Regions from separate parts of the Arabidopsis thaliana genome. Here region 2 is linked to region 1. Evidence: chromatin contacts called from public capture Hi-C data. All regions are on one chromosome and are shown on one strand. The core of a region is the stretch at or near the end of the contact, and the rest is flanking DNA. Distances in the headings are between cores, read along the strand shown. Region 1 holds the start of AT1G47480 (alpha/beta-Hydrolases superfamily protein). Region 2 holds the start of AT1G47765 (F-box and associated interaction domains-containing protein).

Region 1 (3,815 bases), core at 930-3,429:
TTTATTATTTGGACACTGAATTTGCAAAAGGTAGAAACATTACGACTTTTGAAATTGTCAACAAGTAAATAAAGTATATGGCCCTTAAAAAATATGTTAATGAACTGTCGAGTAAATTAGGTTTCAAAGAAGAGTGTGTTAAATTCTTACGTGATTCATGAAATGACTTAGCCCAATCTATTTTGTCTTGTTCTTGGCACGTAGATGGAGTAAACGGAGTGATAAATCGAAGAGCTTAGAAAAAACACAAATTTAACCACATATAAATGTAATACACAAATTTAAAAGAAAAGACAATAACAACAACATTAACAAACATGTAAAAATTATACAAACATTAAAAAAGCCATCAAATTTTGGCAAAACAAATAATATCAAGCTTCAACTTGGTTTATAAAGAGAGCCAAGCATCGTACCATCTCCATAGCTTCATCACAATCTGGCTCGAAAATATGAAAAACATGATCTTTCTCTTTCGTCTCCATAATCTCAACCTTTCCTTTCCACTCACTCTTCACCAATCTTTCGTAATACATCTTCCCTCTCTCATTCAATATATCTTTCTCCGCCACAGTAATCATCACTCTCTCACACCCTAACCCTCCAAGATCCGGTGACCCGTCCGCAAACGGATTAATCCACGGGTCATCGGATCCTTTCTCGGATGGGCACACGAATTCCCACCATCCGTCCACCATTTGTTTCCTCGCTTCGTCTTTGATCTCTGCTCCGATAGGTTGTGTCCCCCAAAAATATGGGTGGATCATTCCAATGCCTTTGATTTTCAAGGTTTGGTCAGATTGTTTGGCTCGAAATGCGAGGTGGTGCGAGATATTAGCTCCCGCGCTATCTCCCACTAGGAATAAACTGTCCAAGTCGGCGTAGTCGTTGATCCACGGCTCGTTTATGGCTTGGATATTCTTTAGCGCAGTCCATGAGTCTTCGTACGCTGTAGGAAGTGGATGTTCTGGTGCTAGTCTATGTCCAATAATTGATCAAAAAGATAATATAAAACAATTTTGATTATTGTTATGGTGGACACAACAACCAAATCAAACCAAAATAACTCAAACCCAATTTCTCTATAACTATATTAAGTTTTCAAAACCCTTATGTTTTTAAAAAGAGTTATCGAGTACCACGTCATCACTACACGGGAGGACTGTATTGCGGGTGACTTTTGAGATTGTAGGATTGACTTGCATAATTCATACTTGGAAGGTAAACTTGCAAACAAGATTGATTTGAATGGTTGTTTTGCAGAAAACCAAGTTTAATAAAGGATGAAATCAAACCAAAGCCAACCATTGGTAATCTAACCATATTAATCAAAATATTTCTAAAGTTAACTACTAAATATATAATTAATTTAAATATTTATATTATAATTTGCATTTTCAACCAAACTCAAATCCAAATGGAACCAAAATTTTCAAACCAAGCTAAAATGATCTAATAACTCGGTTTTATTTCGATTTTAACCCGAACTAAACCGAAAACAACAAAAATGCCTAGTTGAGTTTTAAATTCAATACGTTCTTGCATTCAACATTAAACGAATGCGAGCGGACCATGTAATATTGGGTTAAATAAGTCAACGTAAACCGGATTAGCTTTCGTTATTGACAAGACAGCGATGGCATTAAACCAATGCGACCGGACCATTCAAAATTGGGTGAAACAAGTCAACTTAAACCGGATTAATACCTGTAATTGACAGAGACGGCTATGACGTTAGCCTGATTGACAATTTTGTTAAGACTGGTGTGGTAAGAGGGGAAGGAAGTGGAGGAGATGAGAAATGCACCGCCATGAAAATAGAGCATGAGAGGAATCTTCTGACCGGGTTGAATCGAGAAGGGTCGATAGATTCGGGCAGATAAACCGGTTTTCGGTTCGATAATGATATCTTTAGAGAAAACCCCGGTTATTGGATCCAAACCGGGAGGACAAACCTCGGTTCCCGCTAGTCTCTCTACCGTTCCATCGGTGTGGACAACTAACCATGGAAGTAGCTCCAACGAGACTTGCTTCTTTGTTGATTCCATGGGAGAGAAAAAGAGAGTCAAGCTTTGATGTATATGTTTGGTAGAAAATTAAAAGTTGAAGAGAGAGCCAATATAAGACTTTTTGTTTAAATGATGATTTTCGGTACCAGCATTGAAATAATGATAGATTGAGACTAATAAAATATTCGTGTTTAACTTGTTTTGATTAGGTGACTCGAGTGATCAACGTGTTTGATCTTTCTAACTAAAATTTAATGATGCCACCAACCAATCGAAAACTATATAATATTCATTTTTTTGTTTTTTAGGTACAAATATAATATTCAGGTTTAATTGTGAAATTTTAGCCTATTAATCAAAAGGGTAAGAAAAAAAAAAAATAGTGTAGTTAAAAGGATTGAATTTGGTACCTTTGGGGCATGCAAATATAGGTTCCCCACTGTACCACAACATAAATAACTTATCACCTTCTAGATATATTATTGTAATTTCTACGAGACTACAGTTTCATGAGTTTTATAGTCTACACTCGGATATGAATCATACGAGGATCACTTTTTGCAAATTATATGTATAGACACTTACAATAACATAGAGTGATGGACCACATACAATATTCTTATTATCTTGGTAGTTCTCAAGGAATTCATTTAGATACAATACAATGATTTTCTTTAGGGTTTGGTGCAAAAAAAGCTTTAAAGTCGTTTATTTTTGTAACATTACTCTCTATTTTTGAAAAATGCGAAATAATTTTTCAAAGTAAAAAATAATATGCAATTTAGGCTTTATACATATATTATAAACGTTTTTTCGTTCACATACATTTGATTTTCAAAAATAGAAAGGTAAGTTGAACTTTTCGTCTCGAGTTCTTTGAATTGATATATTACTTATCAAATTTTAAAAAATATGAGAAAACTTAACAATAGCAATATTATGTATTATTTTTTACTTTATAAAATTATTCTGCAAATATTGTGAATTATTTTTTACTTCAAAAAATTATTTTGTATTCTTTTAAGATGAAGGATAAAGTTATAAAAATAGACGACTACAAGAATTTTTTTCCACAAATCTCCTTTTTATTCAGATGGTCAAACATGGTCAAATTGATACATAATCCACAGAAGTTGTAGAGAGATTATAGATGATGGACTCTTTGTATGTCATTCTGTTTTTTCAGACAGCTAAACGTTATTTAAAAAATAAAAATACAATGCATTAAAAACAACCATCCTCGACTTGTGCTCACGCAACGCTACCGTCTTCATCATTTTAACCTCTCTCGACCATTTTAACCTCTCTCGACCCTTTTTGTTTTTCATTTTTTTTAATTAATTATTTTCAAACTAACCGAACCCAATCAACTAAATTTACCCCTATTTAACTCAATTTTGACCAGAAAACCAAAAAGTTCGATTAATTTCGATAACAAAATAAAATAATAACATGGTTCTTAAACCCAACCCACACGAAGAATCGGACTGCCTTTTGGGGCCACTTGGCCATTGTGTCAACCGGGTTTGACCACAAGTCAATTAAAAAAAAATTATTTAATATATTTAATATTTAGAAAAGTTATATAGTTTATATTAAATAAAAATAAAAATAGTAATACCAAGTTTAACAAAAGTCTAACAATAATAAACAACTAAATTTTAATTAAATTTGATGAATACTAAATCATTGTAATATTCGATCGTCATTTTAGTCTAACAATAATAATCAATTAAAATTTTATTTATTATTTTTAAGTCCAACTAAAATCTAAAACCATAACAGAAATACTAGAGATCATTGATG
Region 2 (3,815 bases), core at 761-3,260, 160 kb before region 1:
ATCAGAGAGTTGTGTGATATATTTGTGACGGCGCTGGTTTACGAGACATAGAGACTATGAAGATGACTGGAGCTCCGGCCGCTTCCGTAGCTTATTTCCATAACCAACGAGCGGCAGTGTGGATCGTCGGAGATAACCAACACACTCAGTCCTAACCGTTTGTCATCTGATTTCCTGTCAGACGGCTATCACTTCGTCGAGAGTTAGGGAAGACGATGATGACGACGAGACCGCAGTTTGATTTGGAGTTAAGCGAGAGTGATTTATTAGATCTGAAGCATCAAAGGCTCCACCTACAATTTTCTAGTACAAAACATCGCAATTGATGTCATCAATCGAATTTTCAAAGTGTTGAAATCGATTCAATCAAAATTTTCTCGTAATCAAACGTCATTTAGAAAAATGGTGAGATACTTTGCTAAATGAAATATTAGTCCGTTACAATTTTATTTACCATTGTTTTAAATTATGATAAATGAATAGTTAACACATAATTTATAATCTATTACGATATTGTAGTAGTTAACATGTTAATTAAATAATTATCTACACGAATATTATATTATATGTAACTCGTTATATTTATTTATGATATAATAATTGAGGTAACACGATAAATACTAATTTATCTCATATTTATAAAGTTACCGCGATACATTATGATTTAACCTGGTTGTTAACATAGTAATCCAGTAGATAATCATCTAACTTATATATATTTTTACCCAATTGTTTGATAAATAAAGTAAATGATAATTCAAAATTTTAAATTGATATTTCACATTAATTTATATGATATGATAACTGGTTTAACACGATAAATATGCATTTAACACATAATATATAAAATTTTATCGCAATGAATTAGTTAACACGTTAATTAAATAGTTATCCAGACAAATCACAAAATGTTTTATGCAATCCGGTGATAAATAGTATCATATCTCATATTTTACCGGAGATCATGCAGCTTGAAAGGACAATTTTCTCTGTATCTTATCAAAGAAATTTGATCTTAAAAATAAATTTCTGAAAGTGCTCTATTATTTAGCCATTTATGAGGGTTTACGTGACTACAAGGCTATAAATTATTGAGTTTTAATTGTAGGTTTTGGCAAAATGGGGAATGGCAAATGGATCTTGTAACAACGTATAGTGCGGACGAACGACTTAGTTAGAAGCAAATGGATGTATAGTGTTCAGTTAGTTGATTAAAAATTAAAATTAATATTTTTCATTCTCATTAGTTTTTACTGTTTTTATATCTTTTTATGTTATAAATATTTATTATTTTTGTTTTTTTTTTTCTTCTTCACATTATATTTTGTATTTATTACAAAGTCAATTCAAATTAAAATATAATGATGCCAAAGGAAATTGCTTCTTTGATATCTTATACATATAATTGTTTTTGTGAAATCATAATTTAAATTCTCTGTATTTGAATATCAATAAATGACAAATCATTAAAAACAAAATTACTAAAAAGACATTGCAAAATAGTTTGCTAAAACTATTAGAATATAAGATATGTTTTAAAGTAATTATTTATAAATTTACTTAATATTAAGTTTGTTTTATTATAAATATAACAAAGAATGTGTCTCTCATAGATATTCAATATAATGATATTAAATATATTGAAAACAAATCATTGTATATTTCTTTTTGATTTAAAACTTTTGAATTTTTTAATATATAATGATACAATCAAATCAGATAAAAATAAATGTTGGATTTAAGTATAAAAGAAATGACAAATGTCAAAAGGAAAAGTGCTACATGTCAACTTCTCAAAGTATAAGTTTGAAGGAGAACCCTTATTTATCATTTTTTTTTTTTTTTTGAACAAACCCTTATTTATCATATAAGATCTTCAAATAAATAATAAAAGTAGAAAATAAAACCTAATGCATAGGATGTACGTATATATATATATATATATGTATATATTGAGAAAAGGTTGAAAGCAACACAGCCTGAACAAATTAGGGTTTTGACTACAAAAGATGGAGCAACAAAAACAGAAGAAGAGAAAAGTAGTCTCGAAAAGTAAAAGAACACAATCAAAATCAGCTTCGTCCCTTCCTCTGGATCTAACCTCGGAGATACTCTTAAGGCTACCTGAGAAATCTATTGCGAGGTTTCGTTGTGTGTCGAAGCTTTGGTTATCAATCACCACCGATCCATATTTCATCAACTTGTTCGAAACTCGGTCCCCACGGCCGAGTCTTTTAGTTTGCTTCATAGAAAATGACAAGTTGTTTGTGTCCTCAATTCCGCAACATCTTCATTCACTTCAGAATTCTAAAAGGTCTTACTCTTCTTCTCAGCTCTTTATCGTTATCATATGGAATTACCAGAAGGATGTAGTATTTATTCCTCTACGGAATCTGTCCAGGGCTTGATCTGCTTTAAGACATCAAAAATGCCGATAGTTTGGAACCCTAGCAAGAGACAGTTGATAACTTTACCCATACCCAGATTAAGCTGGAATAATATAATAGTTTTTCTAGGATACGATCCAGTTGAAGGTAAACACAAAGTAATGTGCTTGCCTTTTAGAAGAAGTTCTGATGTATGTCAAGTGTTAACATTAGGACCAGCTCAAGAATTCTCATGGATAACGGTAAAAACGTACCATAAGCATTGTTCTGACTATCAGAGTTCTGGTCGATGCATCAAGGGGGTTGTATATTATATAGCTCAAGTTTATCATACACATGCTTGGGTTTTAATGTGTTTTGATGTCAGATCTGAAAAATTCGACATGATAAAATTACATGCGGATATTTATAGGGAAATTCTCATAACTTATGAGGGGAGGATAGCTTGTGTTGAAAAACGTACCACGAAGGATGATTACATAGCATTGTGCATTTTGGAGGACGCAAAAAAAGACAAGTGGTCGAGTAAAGATATTCTTGCACCTTTTGGTCACTTTGATGAAAGATTAAGAACCTTTTTCCAACTAAAAGGTTGCACTCATGATGGTGAATTTATTTTCGTATCTTCCACGTTTCGAAAGATGGATTATATTTTATTTTTTGATCCGGTGAAAAAAACCTTTAGAAGATTCGAACTTAAAGAAATTGCAGACGACCAAGCTAGGGTCAATAATGGAGATCCATATGGACCTATATTTGCGTTCTGTGCTTTCTTGGATCACGTTGAGAGTCAAATGTCTTTGCAATAATTTTAATTTTTTTCTTTTTTGTTCTTCCTTTAGAATGATCATTTTTGCAAGTTTAATTATGATTTTTTTTTCTTATAAGTTCTCATCCCTTACTTTGATTCTATCACGTGTCATCTTCCTCCCTTGCCAATTCCCTACAGCATTTCACAAATTCAACATCAATCATTTAGTAGTAGTAACTCGATCCTTATCTTTCTAAAGACTTTTATTTATCTTTTTGGGCCCTATAAGTGAATTGCACCAAGATTACGCATATACCTGTTGGAACTTTTTTGACAAAACCTTTCCGGTGACTTTTCCGCCAAATTTCGACCAAACGGCTGAACGGAATTATCGGGACATTAGTGCATTGGAAAGCGGGTAAAGAGTACTACAAAATGGTATACTCATACGTCAAAAACGGAGTTGTATTGAATAAGAAATAAGGGTGTAAAGTGGGACACTTGGGCCAAACCTGATCGAACCGAACCGAACTAGGATGAGCCGGGCTGCGGGTTGTCGGGACGTCCCATCGTCGACTCAAGGGCTGTCGGGCTTGCGGACCGTCATGCTTGTGAGTTATTGGGCTTGCTGAGTTGAATCTTATGGAAATATTCTCAGAATAGTCTCAAAATATTCT

The links. Capture Hi-C pulls out chosen DNA fragments and counts their contacts.
Region 2: a contact with region 1 is called in a capture Hi-C map of seedling, with 1.8 times the contacts expected there. A contact is called at or near these places in 1 of 26 Hi-C or Micro-C datasets (root) and 1 of 3 other capture datasets (seedling).

Annotation. Positions count from the first base shown.
Region 1 is chr1:17,415,856-17,419,670 of TAIR10.1, reverse strand. It overlaps AT1G47480 (alpha/beta-Hydrolases superfamily protein), which reads right to left and starts at 2,179. Exons shown (of 2, transcript NM_103640.3): 1 at 1,708-2,179; 2 at 229-978. The coding sequence starts at 2,048. The coding sequence ends at 375.
Region 2 is chr1:17,574,287-17,578,101 of TAIR10.1, reverse strand. It overlaps AT1G47765 (F-box and associated interaction domains-containing protein), which reads left to right and starts at 2,010. Exons shown (of 2, transcript NM_103670.1): 1 at 2,010-2,372; 2 at 2,402-3,196. The coding sequence starts at 2,010. The coding sequence ends at 3,196.